Regions from separate parts of the Sus scrofa genome. Here regions 1 and 2 are each linked to region 3. Evidence: chromatin contacts called from public Hi-C and HiChIP or PLAC-seq data. All regions are on one chromosome and are shown on one strand. The core of a region is the stretch at or near the end of the contact, and the rest is flanking DNA. Distances in the headings are between cores, read along the strand shown. Region 1 holds the start of LLGL1 (lethal(2) giant larvae protein homolog 1). Region 2 holds the start of MIEF2 (mitochondrial dynamics protein MID49). Region 3 has its middle 9.1 kb from the start of PRPSAP2.

The links. A called contact is a pair of places that touch in the nucleus more often than the background predicts. HiChIP or PLAC-seq counts read pairs in DNA pulled down with a chosen protein or histone mark.
Region 1: a Hi-C map of subcutaneous adipose tissue shows a contact between it and region 3, with 2.5 times the contacts expected there. The contact joins the promoter of LLGL1 here to the enhancer-like site in region 3. A contact is called at or near these places in 12 of 47 Hi-C or Micro-C datasets (alveolar macrophages, blood, embryonic fibroblasts and 9 more) and 2 of 2 datasets of contacts at active chromatin or transcription factors (alveolar macrophages and skeletal muscle).
Region 2: a contact with region 3 is called in an H3K27ac HiChIP or PLAC-seq map of skeletal muscle. The contact joins the promoter of MIEF2 here to the enhancer-like site in region 3. A contact is called at or near these places in 2 of 5 promoter capture datasets (fetal liver and liver), 7 of 47 Hi-C or Micro-C datasets (fetal heart ventricle, fetal skeletal muscle, liver and 3 more) and 2 of 2 datasets of contacts at active chromatin or transcription factors (alveolar macrophages and skeletal muscle).

Annotation. Positions count from the first base shown.
Region 1 is chr12:60,497,790-60,501,725 of Sscrofa11.1, forward strand. It overlaps LLGL1 (lethal(2) giant larvae protein homolog 1), which reads right to left and starts at 2,634. Exons shown (of 24, transcript XM_021067985.1): 1 at 2,492-2,634. The coding sequence starts at 2,572. It overlaps LOC110256131 (a long non-coding RNA gene), which reads right to left. Exons shown (of 2, transcript XR_002337407.1): 2 at 3,515-3,936.
Region 2 is chr12:60,473,355-60,477,401 of Sscrofa11.1, forward strand. It overlaps MIEF2 (mitochondrial dynamics protein MID49), which reads right to left and starts at 2,341. Exons shown (of 6, transcript XR_002337405.1): 1 at 1,959-2,341; 2 at 1-114. It overlaps FLII (protein flightless-1 homolog), which reads left to right and starts at 2,368. Exons shown (of 30, transcript XM_021067983.1): 1 at 2,368-2,495; 2 at 4,038-4,047. The coding sequence starts at 2,433.
Region 3 is chr12:60,394,714-60,399,247 of Sscrofa11.1, forward strand. No RefSeq gene overlaps it. Among named protein-coding and RNA genes, the nearest start is that of PRPSAP2, 9.1 kb to the left of the region's middle. Within about 2 kb of position 3,103, at least 41 of the 83 cell types and tissues checked have an H3K27ac peak or open chromatin away from gene starts, as enhancers often do. A contact at or near this core is called in alveolar macrophages, fetal liver, liver and 4 more, where this site is marked.

The DNA of each region.
Region 1 (3,936 bases), core at 1,384-3,883, 100 kb after region 3:
GCTCCCACCTGGAAACTGGGAGGCAGGATTCTCACCCCACCACAGTGGGCATGGCGGGCAGGGGGCTTATGCACTGGGGACTGGCTCCGCAGCGGGTGCACCCCCCACCCCCCCATCCACGGAAGCCCTACTCAACCCCGAGGCCTGCCAGGGGGCCCTCCCCAGAAAGCCTGCGCCCCTGGGCCCCCAGCCCGACCTCCACAGCGAGGTGGGAACACAACTGCTCGCAGTCCTTCACCGCCTGCGCAAGCCCCCTGGGTGGGTCACTGCCCGGTCCAAGCCTCAGCTTCCATCTGGGCACTAGGGGCCGCAAGCCCACCTGAGGACAGTGGCCCACTTGCCAAGGCGGGGATGTGTGGCACTGCCATGCCCACAGTGGACCCGGCCGGCCGTGTCTGGCTGCCGCTCCTCCGCTCAGGACCCCCCCGGGGCTCCCAGCTCACTTCCAGTCAAAGCCAAGTCCTGGCCCTCGGGCCCCTCCCTGCCCCACGGGTCACTTGGTGGCCATGCACTCCCAGCCCCCGCATCCGCGGGCCTCTGCCTGGATGCCTTCCACCCAGCGTCCCTGTCGCCCCCCAACCACGCCCTCACCTGCCTGAGCTCACCCTTGGAGCCACCCCCGAAGCACGCTGCCTAGTTCCCTCTCTCCTGCCGGCTTCCCACCGTCTTCGCCGGAGTGAGAATTTGTTAAAATGACAAACATGTGGACGTGCCACATGCAACGGGGGGCAGGGCCGGGATGTGCACCCAAGTCTGGGTCCCAAGTCCGGGCTCACTCCTGCCCCCCGTTCCCCGCTTCCCCGACCCCTCGGGAATCTGGGGCCTATGTTCTTTCTTTTTTGTTTCCTTCTTTAGCCTCCCTGGGGTCCACGGAGCTCCTGAGCCAGTGATCAGAGCCAAGCGGCAGCTGCAACCTTTGCCACAGCTGTGGCAACGCCAGACCCTTAAGCCACGGTGCTGAGCCGGGGCCTGAACCTGCATGCTGGTGCTGCAGGGACGCTGCCCCTCTGATTGCGCCAAAGCAGGAACTCCTGGAGCCCATCTTCTAGGCATCAGCCGCCACACCCTCTAGTGACCAAGCCCCCTGCCCAAGATCATGCCCCTCCCACCACTGCTGCCCAGTCAAAATGGGGCCTCACCCTCCTTAGCAGGGAGACCGCAGCTTCTGCCAACCAGGGGCCCAGCCAGGGGGAGCAAGCCTTCCCCCTCCCCGCAGCTGCCTCAGGTCCCCACTTCACACCCCACCTCACGTGCCGAGGAAGTGACACCTTAGCACAACACCTGCCCAAACGCCATCCCTGTCCACACACCCGCACGGCCACTCAGCAAGGGAAGGGGGCCATCCAGGAGCCCCTGGGCACCAGCCCCCGCTCTGGACCCCTGGACCTTGAAGTCTGAGGGTCCTGGCCCCCGCTTCCACCACCTGGGAAACCCTGCCTGGCCCAGAGACGTTCTGCCCCGGCCGCTCCAGGACCAGCCATCCCAGAGCGTCACCTGGACAAGAGTCTCCTCGAAGCTGGCTCAGGACCACAGGAGGCCCTCCCAAAGTCCCTGTCCCTCCAGGCTACGTCAAATCCCACTGACGAGGCCAGGCAAAGACTGAGTGCCTCCGCTTACTCTGACTTTGGGCAGGTGGCCGGCCCTCTCTCAGCCTCAGTTGTCTCACCTGTGTGTTACCAGCCCCAAGAGCCTGGGTAGGGGCTGGGCGACCAGAGGGCTTGGGTGTAATACCCAGGCCACAAGTCACAGCCCTGGGGGAGTTGGCGAGGGGCAGGCCTCTCTCCAGCACACACTAGCGCAGGGGAGGCGGGGCCGAAGGCAGCCCCTTTCGGCGGCCCCTCTTGCCCTACCCAGGAAAGAAAGGAAGGAGCGGCCCGGCCCTCCCCCCCCCTCCGCCTGGGCTCCAGGAGAAGCAGTGGGCCGGATGGCCCGTGTGACACGGAGCCCACAGCAGGGAAGACAGGGGCTCTATCTCCGAGCAAGGGAAACTGAGGCCCCACGAGTTGAACTGCACTTGGCTACACGGCCAGGCATCCCCCCCGGGAGCCCCCGGCGGGGCAGGGCTGGGGGCAGAGCCCAGGGCGGTGGGGGAAGGGAGGAGAGGAACCGGGAAGGGATTTCCCAGCCCCACCCCCCAGCATCTGCCTCCACTCCGCGCCCCTCCCCACCGGCCTGGGGGCGAAAGCAAAACAAACTGGCCCGAGGGCTAACTAAGCAGGGGCGCCGAGGGGCCCCCAGAGAAAGAGATAGACAGTAAGTGGAGCCGGAGCCAGAGTTGAGAGCCGCCAAGAGACACACGGAGGCGGAGAGGCCCGCAGGAAGAGGCCGGCGGAGTTCGAGACGCGGAGACAGAATCAGGGGAGCGGAGGGCAGGGATGGAGGGAGGCTGGCGCGCGGTTCCAGCGGAGCCGGGCGGCCCGGCCGGCGTGCGCCCCCTCCCCCGGCCCGACGTGGCTCCGGCCCGGCCCCCACCCCCGGCCCGCCGTCGCACCTTGTGGAAGGCGAAGAGCTCCTGCTTGAGCTTCTCGCGCTGCGGGTCGGCGCCCTGCCTGCGGAACCGAAACTTCATCATCTTGCGCCCGGCCGCCCGCCGCCGCCCGCAGGATGCGCCGCGCGGCCCCGCCGGTCCTGAGGCGCGGGCGGGCGGGCGCCAGGCGCGGGCGCGGCGGGGCGGGGCCTGCTCGGGGGCGGGCCCGCCCGACGGACGCGCTGTCCGGCCAATGGGCGGCGCGCGGCCCGCCCGGCCCGCCCCTGCCGGTCGCCCAGTGGGCGCCCGCGAGCATGCCCATCGCGCATGCGCCGCGGGAGCGGGGCCTGCCGGGACTCGTAGTCCGTGAGCGGGGCTCCAGCGTGGGCGGCTGGGGAAAAGCCTTGGAAAGGCAAGGCGTGTTTCCCCCCCGCCCCCCTCCCTGGCTCACTGGAGGCCAGTCTCTTCCTGCGACGAGCAAACAACGCGCACACTCAGGTCATGAGGCATCTCCGTCCCAAAAGCCAGGAGAGTTCTGACCGGGGCGAACACAGTGATTGCATAGTCGTGTTACGTTTGGCCACTTTCGCAGGACACCCCTTGGCCCATCCCCCAGTGTGCCAGAGCACCGTCCACGCCATGCTCCCGGTCGGCTGGGTGGTTGGTCGGAAATGCCCTCCTCTGCCCCCAGCCTCTGGGGCACTCCTACACATCCTTCAGGACCCAAAGTAAAAAGCTCTAGTGGCCGCACGGAGGATTCTCAGGAGCGCCATCAGCTCAAGAGACAGAGATGCGGTGGAGAAAAGAGCCCCTTCCTCAGGAGCTGGCACTCGGGACGCTCCTGAGATGGCATCTCGGCTTCTCCGACGAGCAGGGAGGGCCTCCTCGGCTGTGTAGAGAAAGCTGCACTGCCTCCACTCAGAATGACGATCGGGCTGTTCCCATCCAACGTCCAGGCCTCCTTGTCTCATCTGGACAGTGGCCTGGAGACTGAACCTTTCTTTTCAAGGCTGAGAATAGGCTGCCCGAGGCTCAGGGTCCCAGAAGCTTAGGTGGGGCCTGTAGACCAGGCCCAGACCCCCCTAGCTGTGTGAAGGGCGGAGTGCCTGGCTTGTGACCCCAGGCAGCTGCCAAGCCACGGGCTTGGCTGCACCCCTCCACCCACGCCAGCCCTGCTCAGCCCTTCCCTGGGGTTGGAGCTGGATCTGGAAGAGGGCAAGTGGGAAGCAGGGGGCGAGAGGAGCAAAGATGTTAACAGGGCACAAGAGTGTCTGCGAGTGGCAGGCGCCATTCAAAACCCTTTCCTGGTTTCAGCTGATGAAGGCGGAAGCTAAGACAGGTGGGTACAGGCAGGGGGCAGAGCTGGCTGCCCTGAGAGGGGTCAGGCCCCTCGGGCCATGGCCCACTGCACACCCAGCACCGGAGGCCCCACTCTGAGCCCTGGGTTCTGGTCCCTGCCCTGCCCTGCC
Region 2 (4,047 bases), core at 1,091-3,590, 78 kb after region 3:
CCACACCCAGCACCAGGCGGGCATTGGCCAGGAGAAAGTCCACAGCGCTGCCCAGCGCCTCGCCGTCACGCCGCTTGCCCCGATTCTGGGAGAACTCTGCCATGGTTGGTCCACCTGTAAGAGAGCCAGGGCACAGTGTAAGAGAGCCAGGGCACAGTGACTGCTCAGCTGGGGTGGGGGGGGGGCATGGCCAGCCTGTCAGCAGGACAGCAGGGTGACATCATGCCAGGGTCACTGAGTCAGGGGGCTTCCTGAGAACTTCTGAGAATGGGGCCACTTGCAGGGTTTCCTGGGAGGCCTCCCTGCCCAAGTGCCCCACCCAAACCTGCAAACAACCAGCCCCCCGGGTCTCAGAGGGAAGGCCCTGAGGCCCACGGCAGGGCAGGGAAGGGAGGCCACATCCATCCCACCCTCAGGACCCCCGACGTCGCCAGAGACCGTGAATGAGATGGATCTCACTGCCACCACCCCCACTTTGCAGAGAATCAGGTGGCTGACCCACACGGTGAGTGCAAAGCCTCTAGACCCTCACCCTCCCCACGGTCAGGTCCCAGGGGTGGCCTCGTCCTGGTTTCTGACCAGGGCTGGCAAAGCTGGAGGAAACCAAGGCCCAGAGAAGGCCACAGCTTGGGGTCCTAGCAGCTTGCCCTGAACCCCTCTCAGACCTTTGGGGTCACCTCAGTGAAGCTCAGGGGGCCTCAGCTATAACCCCCCACCCGCCAGTCTCAGCAGGGCAGCCCCCAGAGGCAGAACTGTCGAGTCTGAGAAAGCGAGGTCGCTGCCCCGGGGGTGGGGGCAGGAGCTACCTGCAACAGGTATGTGCCAGAGGAGGTTAAAGGCCCCACTGTGAGGGCAGCTAGCAAGGTGACTCAAGACTCCAAGCAGGGCTGGACAGGGGCCTCCCGGGTTTGGGACAATGCTGGGTTGGGAGGCCTCGGCTGCTGGGAGGCCAGGCCATGGAAGGTAGCTGTGGATCCGAGGCCCTGCGTTTGCTCATCTGCAAAGTGGTGCAGGTGCGCTAGGAAAGGTTTAAAGTAAGTGGCCTGGAAGGGATGAGCTGGGGTGGGACCGAGTGAAGAGGGTGTGACCAAGAGACAAGCCCAGGACACCAGTCAGACGGCCCGGCAGGACAGCTAAGGACGCCTGAGCAGATGACTCTTAGCTCAGAGCCAACTCAACCCCAAGGACTTCTGGCCGCCCTGCTTTGGGCGGGTGCCCGGCTCAGCTGCCAGGTAGGGCCTGCAGCCCCGCACCCACGCCTCGCTCCCAAACTAAAAATAGGAAAGACGGCCGGGGTTGACCCAGCATGGCCCTTGGAAGGCTTCCTCGTCGGAGATGAGTACTGCCACCGCCCCCCTGCCTGACCTGGGTCACCGCCCAGCTCCTGAGGGGGCTGCGCACACCCCAACCAGCGAAGGGGAGAGGGCGCGGCCGGGCCTCCCCTCCTCCTACAAGCCCCGGCTGGCGAGGGCACCGAGGCCCTGGGGACGCCAGGATGGACCCAGGATAGGACCCATCCAGACAGGACCCGAGCTCGGAGGCCAGCCCCAGCCCTTCACCAGTGGCCCTTTCCCGGCCGGAGAGCGCACCCAGGGAGGCCACGCCCCCACGCTCTGGCCGTACCTGCGTCGCGGCTTCGGCACACCTGCCGGCGGACACAGGGGGCCTGCTCGGGCCGCGCACCCCGGGGCCGTCCGGGAGTGGAACGTGAAAGACCCGGGAACCGAACGCGGAGGCCCGGGGGGCGGGCGCGTGCCCGGCGAGCAGACCGGCAGGCTCTGGCTCCAATCGGAGCGCTCGAAGCCTGCGCCCACGTGCCGCCCTGAGGCGCGCTCAGCCAATGGCGGCCGCGCGCTCCTCGGGGCGGGGCTTCCCGGCGCGCTGCTTCTTAAAGGGACAGGGCCGCGCTCCCAACCGCGACGGGGGAGAAGGCGAGCTTCCTTCTAGCTGGCACGCACCCTGCGGGCCTCTGGGTCTCTGTGGTCTGCTGCTGCCTTTCTCGTGAAGGGCACAGCGGCCTTGTCGCCTACTGGGGCTGCCATGTGCCAGCCAGGGGACGCCTCCCTCGGGGGACGAATGAGAACGTAACTGCACTCGGAGTCGCCTCCAAGCGCGGGCGCCGCGCCCCAGGGAGCGCTTCACGGGAGGCAGGCCCGCGGCTCTGGCTGAGGACCCTAGCATCCAACTCCCGCTGCCCCGTGCGCCCAGGCCTGGGTCCCGAGCCACCGGGGGCCCGGGAGCCAGCAAGCGCCGGCTGTTGAGCCTCGGGCGCCGAGGCCGAGTCCGGAGCAGAGGGCCCGGCGGCGGCGGCGGCAGGCCGAGGGGCGGGGCCGACGCGCGCCCCGCCCCGCCCCCGCGGCGCCCCGCCCCGCCCCGCCCAGCGCCGCCGGCCGCCCGCGCCCGCGCCCCGCAGCCTGCCGAGCTGCGCCGCCATGGAGGCCACCGGGGTGCTTCCGTTCGTGCGCGGCGTGGACCTCAGCGGCAACGACTTCAAGGTGAGCCCCCGGGCGGCGGCCGGGCCTCCCCCAGCCCGCCCCTCCGCTTCCTGCGGGCCCCGGACCCGCGGACCGGCTCGCTGGGCCTGGGCCCCGTCCCGAGCCGACCGCCGCGCCTCCGTCCCGCGCCCGCGGCGGGCACCCAGGCAGAACGCCGCGGGCGCGCGCGGAGAGCCCCCACCGGGCTCCGTCCAGGCGCCGGGCCCCACCCAGCCGGCCCGGGTCGGGAGCCTGTGCCCCCGCCTCCCCAGCCCTCCCTCCCCGCCCCTGTGAGGTCACACGCCCGAGCGGAGCCCTGACTCACGGCCGCGCCGCCGTCACTGCCCTGCCCCCTCCTGCCACCCCCATCCTGTGTGGTCTTGGGCAAGTCACTTCCCTTCTCCGAGCCTCGCTTTCTCATTCGAGGAAGGCACTTGAGATTAGTCTTCCGAAGGCAGGGATGCGTTTTCGTGGCGAGTGCGTCTGGCAGGTGTCGAGACCCAGGCGGCAGTTGTTTGAACAGCTGCTGAACTGAACAACCTGGGTCTCAAGGACCAGGCACTGGGGATGAGGGAGGCTGTTTTGGAGACCGGGAACCAGGCGGGCAGGGCTGGGCACCGGAGAGGAGGCGGGGCAGCAGCAGAGGCCAGAGTCAGCCTGGCTCCAAGAGGGTCATCTCCTCGGCAGGATGGGCCAGTGGGCAGACTCCGGCTGGGGTCAGTATAGTGTCAGCCCGGGTGTGCAGGGCCCAGCGGCCCAGGCTTTGGCTGGGACCCCGGGGTCGGGCCAGGGCTGAGGAGGCAGGCTTTTCTTCCTGCCTTGTTCCCTGTGTGCACCCTTGACCCTGTGCCCAGGCAGCCATACCACTTTCCTCTGCCTCCTGCCCACCATCCTGTCTGGGGGTCCCCACGTGTCCTGTACAGAGTGGGAGAGTCTGAGTCACCAGCTGGGAGTTGTAGCCGTAGGGGGAAGGGGACACCAGCCAAGGGCAGTGAAAGCACACACTGCCTAGGCCCCATGCCACAAGGGTGGGGGTACTGAGTGGGCATTTGGTTGTGGGAAGAGCTGCGAATGAGTGAACTAACCAACGGGGCTGAGGCTGGGCGACTGGCGGGGCTGGGGAGCTGTGTGCTGACGGCAGGGTGGGAGCACAGGTGGGACCTTGGAGAAGCTGAGGGGTACCCCTAACCCAGGTGCCACAGCAGGTTCGGGATGCCAGGCAAAGGCATGGAGCCCATCTAAGCACATAGTTGGGAGTGGCTGTGTCATCTGGAACAAGGCTTCCTGGGGCTGAGGTTCCAACAAGAGAGACGGGTCTCAGGGCAGCAGGTGTCTTGGATGTTAATTGGTGGTCATGACGCTTTTCCCCAGTGGGGGGGGTTTATGAATCCTGTGGGTGGGAAATTAAAGCACAGGGTGGCAAAGTGACTTGTCCAGGGTCACACAACCAGTCAGAGATGACTTTTGCTCCACAAGAGCCCCCATGGGCAGTGGAGGCCACAGGGGGTGGTAGAGCAGGGGCACCCCGTTTCCGGACCAGCGTCATCATGACGTACCACCTAGGGTGGCTACT
Region 3 (4,534 bases), core at 1,853-4,352:
AAAGTGTTGTCCACATGAGAGTTTAAAAAATGAAGAAATTGACTAAAATGTTACATTTTGTAGGCATTTAATTAAGCAGCTATTAATATGAGTTTTGCAGGTTAAAAAAAATTGGGGGTTGTTATAGAACTTTTTTCGATCTCAAATATAAATAAAGGCCCTTGCAACAGTCATAAGTCCTGGATGTGGTGCCAAAAGCACTTGCCAGACAAAGTGGGAGTGCTTCCTGGAAGAAGAGGGTGTGGACTCCGCAGAGGCTAGTTCACCCATAAATCACTGCAGGGCTGTCCCATGCGAGAGGGCAGCTGGCCCCGCTCACGGCTGAGGCTGGAGCTGGGGCCAAGGCAGAGGCTAAAGGTTTTCTCTCAGCCTCAGGAAGCTTGTCAGAGTTGCCGACAGAAGGCCTGCCTGTCTCTGAGGCACCACCAGGTCAGGAGCGCCTGGGTTCTGCTGCAGTAACAAAAGAGCCCGGCTTCTCCCAACAAAGTCCTTTCACACACTCTGTCCATCATCGGACAACTGGGAGCACAAAGCCTCCTCACCCACATCACCTACCCTCAATGCCCCAGCCCCGGGGCAGCCCCTGCGTGGGACACTGCCCCTAACACAGCAGAGGGGAGAGAGAGAACGCTTGCTAGTTATGTTTTAAGCAGTAAAGCTTTGGAGGTCCCCTTATGGCTCAGTGGGTTAAGAACCTAACTAGTATCCATGAGGATGTGGGTTCAATCCCTGGCCTCGCTCAGTGGGTTAAGGATCCGGCATTGCCTTGAGCTGACATTGCCCAGAGCCTGCCAGTAGTTAAAGTGGTAAAAATAGGTTTTACGCAGGAACTACTGCAATAGGGGAAAAGGGGCCTCGTCGTAAGACCGGGCTCAACTCTGAGGAGGAGGAAGCTAAACATGGGAATACAACAAGGGTGGGGCTCGATGCGTGGAAAATTATTAAGAGGAAACATTAGGGTCAGGGGGAATTCTGGCTAAACAAGGTTTGGCCGAAGGCAGGCCGGAGCGGTCGGGCGTCTCTTAGAGGCAGTGGAGGAGGAGGAATTTGGGCGGATACACAGGGTGATCAGATAGCAAGGGTGGGAAATTCTGGCCAAACTGACTTAGCAGGATTCTTGCTGAAACTGGGCTCTTGGAGGACAAGCTAAAGCACGGAGTCAGCGAGGCTCGGGGGAGTCCGAGCAAAGTTTGGTTAAGGAGCGAATCTTGGCCAACAATCTTCCATTGGCTCTTTTAAACACCAGCGAAAAAGAATATTTTGGGGAAAGTTGAGGGAACTTGCAAACAGACTGGATGTGAGAAGCTCTTGCAGAATTTAAAGTTTTCTGGCATATGCCTTTTCAGTTGGGTGGGATAGCCTTATTTTTCAGAGGTGCATGCCTAAGTGTTTAAAGGTGAGAAGTCACAAGAGACCACAGCGCTGGGTTTTGGGTAAGACTGAGAGTGAAACTCTCAATACCCAACGCTCAGCCAGCGCCTCGCCGACGTAGAGAGGCTGTGGAACAGGAAGCCGCAGCAGTGCTGCAGAGGACACAGAGTACTCCCCACACAGCTCTCCACGGCTCTGATCACTGCGCGCAGGGCACGTTCTGGTCGCTGCAACTTCAGCAAAGAGGAGCCACTGGCTCCAGGGTTCCCTGCCAGCTTCGTGAGGTTAGGAGCCACTTGCATGCTTCAGCAAAGCTACAGCCCAGGAGTTCCCATTGTGGCTCAGTGGAAAGAATCCATGAGGATGCGGTTTGATCCCTGGCCTCGCTCAGTGGGTAGGGGATCCGGTGTTGCCGTGAGCTGTGGTGTAGGCCGAAGATGTGGCCTGGATCCCACGTTGTTGTGGCTGTGGTGTAGGCTGGAGGCCACAGCTCCTATTTGACTCTTAGCCTGGGAACTTCCATATGCCCTGGGTCCGGCCCTAAAAAGCCAAAAAAAAAAAAAAAAAAAAAAAAGCTACAGTCCACACATTTTAGGTCATGTCAAAATAACCCCAGCAGCCAAGGACACTGAGCCGAGGGGCGGCTGTGGGTCAGTTTAACAGCACATACAGATCCTGCAGGAGCCACCTCAGTGCGGACACACAGAACAAAGTCAGTTCTTGAGGCTGTAGGGGGGATTCACAGTTCTGCTTCGGAACCTCCCCCTCTAGTCATGATGTCTGCAAATGAGTAGCTTAACAAACCGTTAATGTAAATAAGACCAAAGGCTAACACTTGTTAAACCTAGGTAGTGCGTTTATCAAACCATGGGGTTGGAAACTTTGATGACAGGAATCGAAAGATAGATATAAAATCTAAAGTGGAGACGTTCACCTCTCGCTTTCATTTCCTGCGTGGTTTACTGGTGACTTAATTTTGCCCGTTTAAAGCTCCCTGATCTCAAGTCACAGCAAAAATCTCTCCTCTTTCCTGCAGCACTACCCTCACCCCTGAGGTCGCCATCACTCCCTCCAATCCAAGGGCTCATCGTTCTGGAATCACGGGACATCACACTCCTTCTGTTTCCTTCTTTCAGTGGCAGAGCACTGGGGTCGGGTGGGGTGGGGGGAAATTGCCTTACCGCCAGAAAAGGAAACTTTCCCACGCAACCGAGTAGTCCTAGATTCCACGTCAGGCAGGCGTGGACCCAGCGATCCAAGCATGTGGCCAGGCACTGCTCCGGCTCCGTCACGTGGCTGTTGCTCCCCTTTGCAGACAGTGACCAGGTGGCGGCTTCCAGCTCCAGGGGCTGCCTCCTTAAGGAGGGAGGTTGCTGCCTTGGCGCCCCGCCCCACCCCGCATGCCCCGCCAAAGTCCCACGTCTCGCTCCGATTGGCCAGGCTTAGTCACATGCTCGCTTTCGAGCCAATCAAGGACAGTCAGCCCTGATTGGCCCGCCTCCGTCACGCGCTCCACACCTGACCTGAGTCAGCCACGCAGAGACCCGCGAAGGAGCCCAGGCCGGTGACGGTGGGGCTGGGGTTTGGGGAGCCGGGAGGGGTGAGACGGGAGTGCAGGGGCGGGGGACCTGGGCCCAACCCACTTCAGAGGCCGGTAGGGCCCCGGCCGGTTCTGCTTTTTCAACCCGTGAGTCCCCGGAGTGAGTTCTGCACGCGGCCGGGGCTTGGCCGATGGGCGGAGCTTTCCTTCTGCTCGAGGTGCTCCTGAACCCGCCTCCCGGGCGCGCCTGCCCGCCAGCGCTGCAGTTCGCAGAGCGGCCGCCGGGGGGAGGCGGCGAGGCGGGAAACCAGGCTGCCGCCGGCTCTGCGGCTTTTGCATTTTCCCTCCAGGGTGAAGGGTCATCTGGAAAAGCGCGTGCGCCGGCGCTTCCTCCGGAACCGAACGAGCCGGCGAGGCCGCGTCCAGACGGCCGCGCGCCGTGTCCCGGCCCCTCCTCCGGCCCCTGTCGTGACTCAGCTTGTCATTGACCGTGGCGCCCCCGCAGGGCTCCGGCCGCCCCGGGAGCGTCCTCCGCGCCCTCGTGGGTGTGTTTGGCGCGAACACAGCCGTTCTCAGGGCTCCAGCGCGTTCGTCCAGCTCTTCCGCTGCTGGCGGCGGGCTGGTGTCGGGCTTGGGCCATCGTGCATAAGTAGTGTCGCGGGAGCCTTTCGCAGGTGTGGGCACGCGTATTCGCACTTGCGTTGGGTGTAGACCTGTGAATGGGATCGTTGGGCCTCGGGTACTACTAATTTTTCAGCGTCAGCAGGTACGGCCAGGTGCACCCTTTAAACATCAGCCCCTTTATGCTCCCAACGCAGCCCCGGTTGCCTTGCGTACTTTCTGCCTTTTCCGCGGTAGCTACTCAAGTACTTTAGACTTTAAAAAAACAACAGAGGAGTTCCCGCGTGGCTCAGTGGTTAACGAATCCAACTAGGAACCATGAGGTTGCGGGTTCGATCCCTGGCCTTGCCCAGTGGGTTAAGGATCCGGTGCTGCTGTGAGCTGTGGCGTGGGTCGCAGACGCGGCTTGGATCCTGCGTTGCTGTGGCTCTGGCGTAGGCCGGCGGCTACAGCTCTGATTCGACCCCTAGCCTGGGAACCTCCATATGCCGCGAGCGCGGCCCTAGAAAAATACCAAAAGACCAAACAACAACAACACAAACACAGCTTTGTTGGGGTATAATTTACATCCTGTTAAAAGTCACGTGTTTTTATGTGCATGATCCAAGGATTCTTGGTAAATTGATGGAGCTGTGCGACCACCACCAGGAACCAGTTCCGACCATCTCCACCACGCCTAGCTCTCTCATGCCCGTTTTATTCTGTTTTTTAATCTCATTCCCCCAGCCCCCAAAGCAGTCTTTGGGCACTTGTTTTGTTGCCAGGCACTTTGCTAAGCAATATGGGTGATTTAAAGAATCAGAAGACCTGGTCCGTGCAGCTTAGAGAGAGACAGATGTGCAACCCAATTGGAGTGACGGGGCGGGGGCGGGAGGGGGGAACAGAGCAGCTGGGCATGTGTGCCAAGCCAGAGGTGAGGATTTCTGAAGCTTGAACCGCGAACATGGGGAGGCAGGCATAATGGATCAAAAGGGAGGAGCCTCCACTTGGCCATCACCCTCA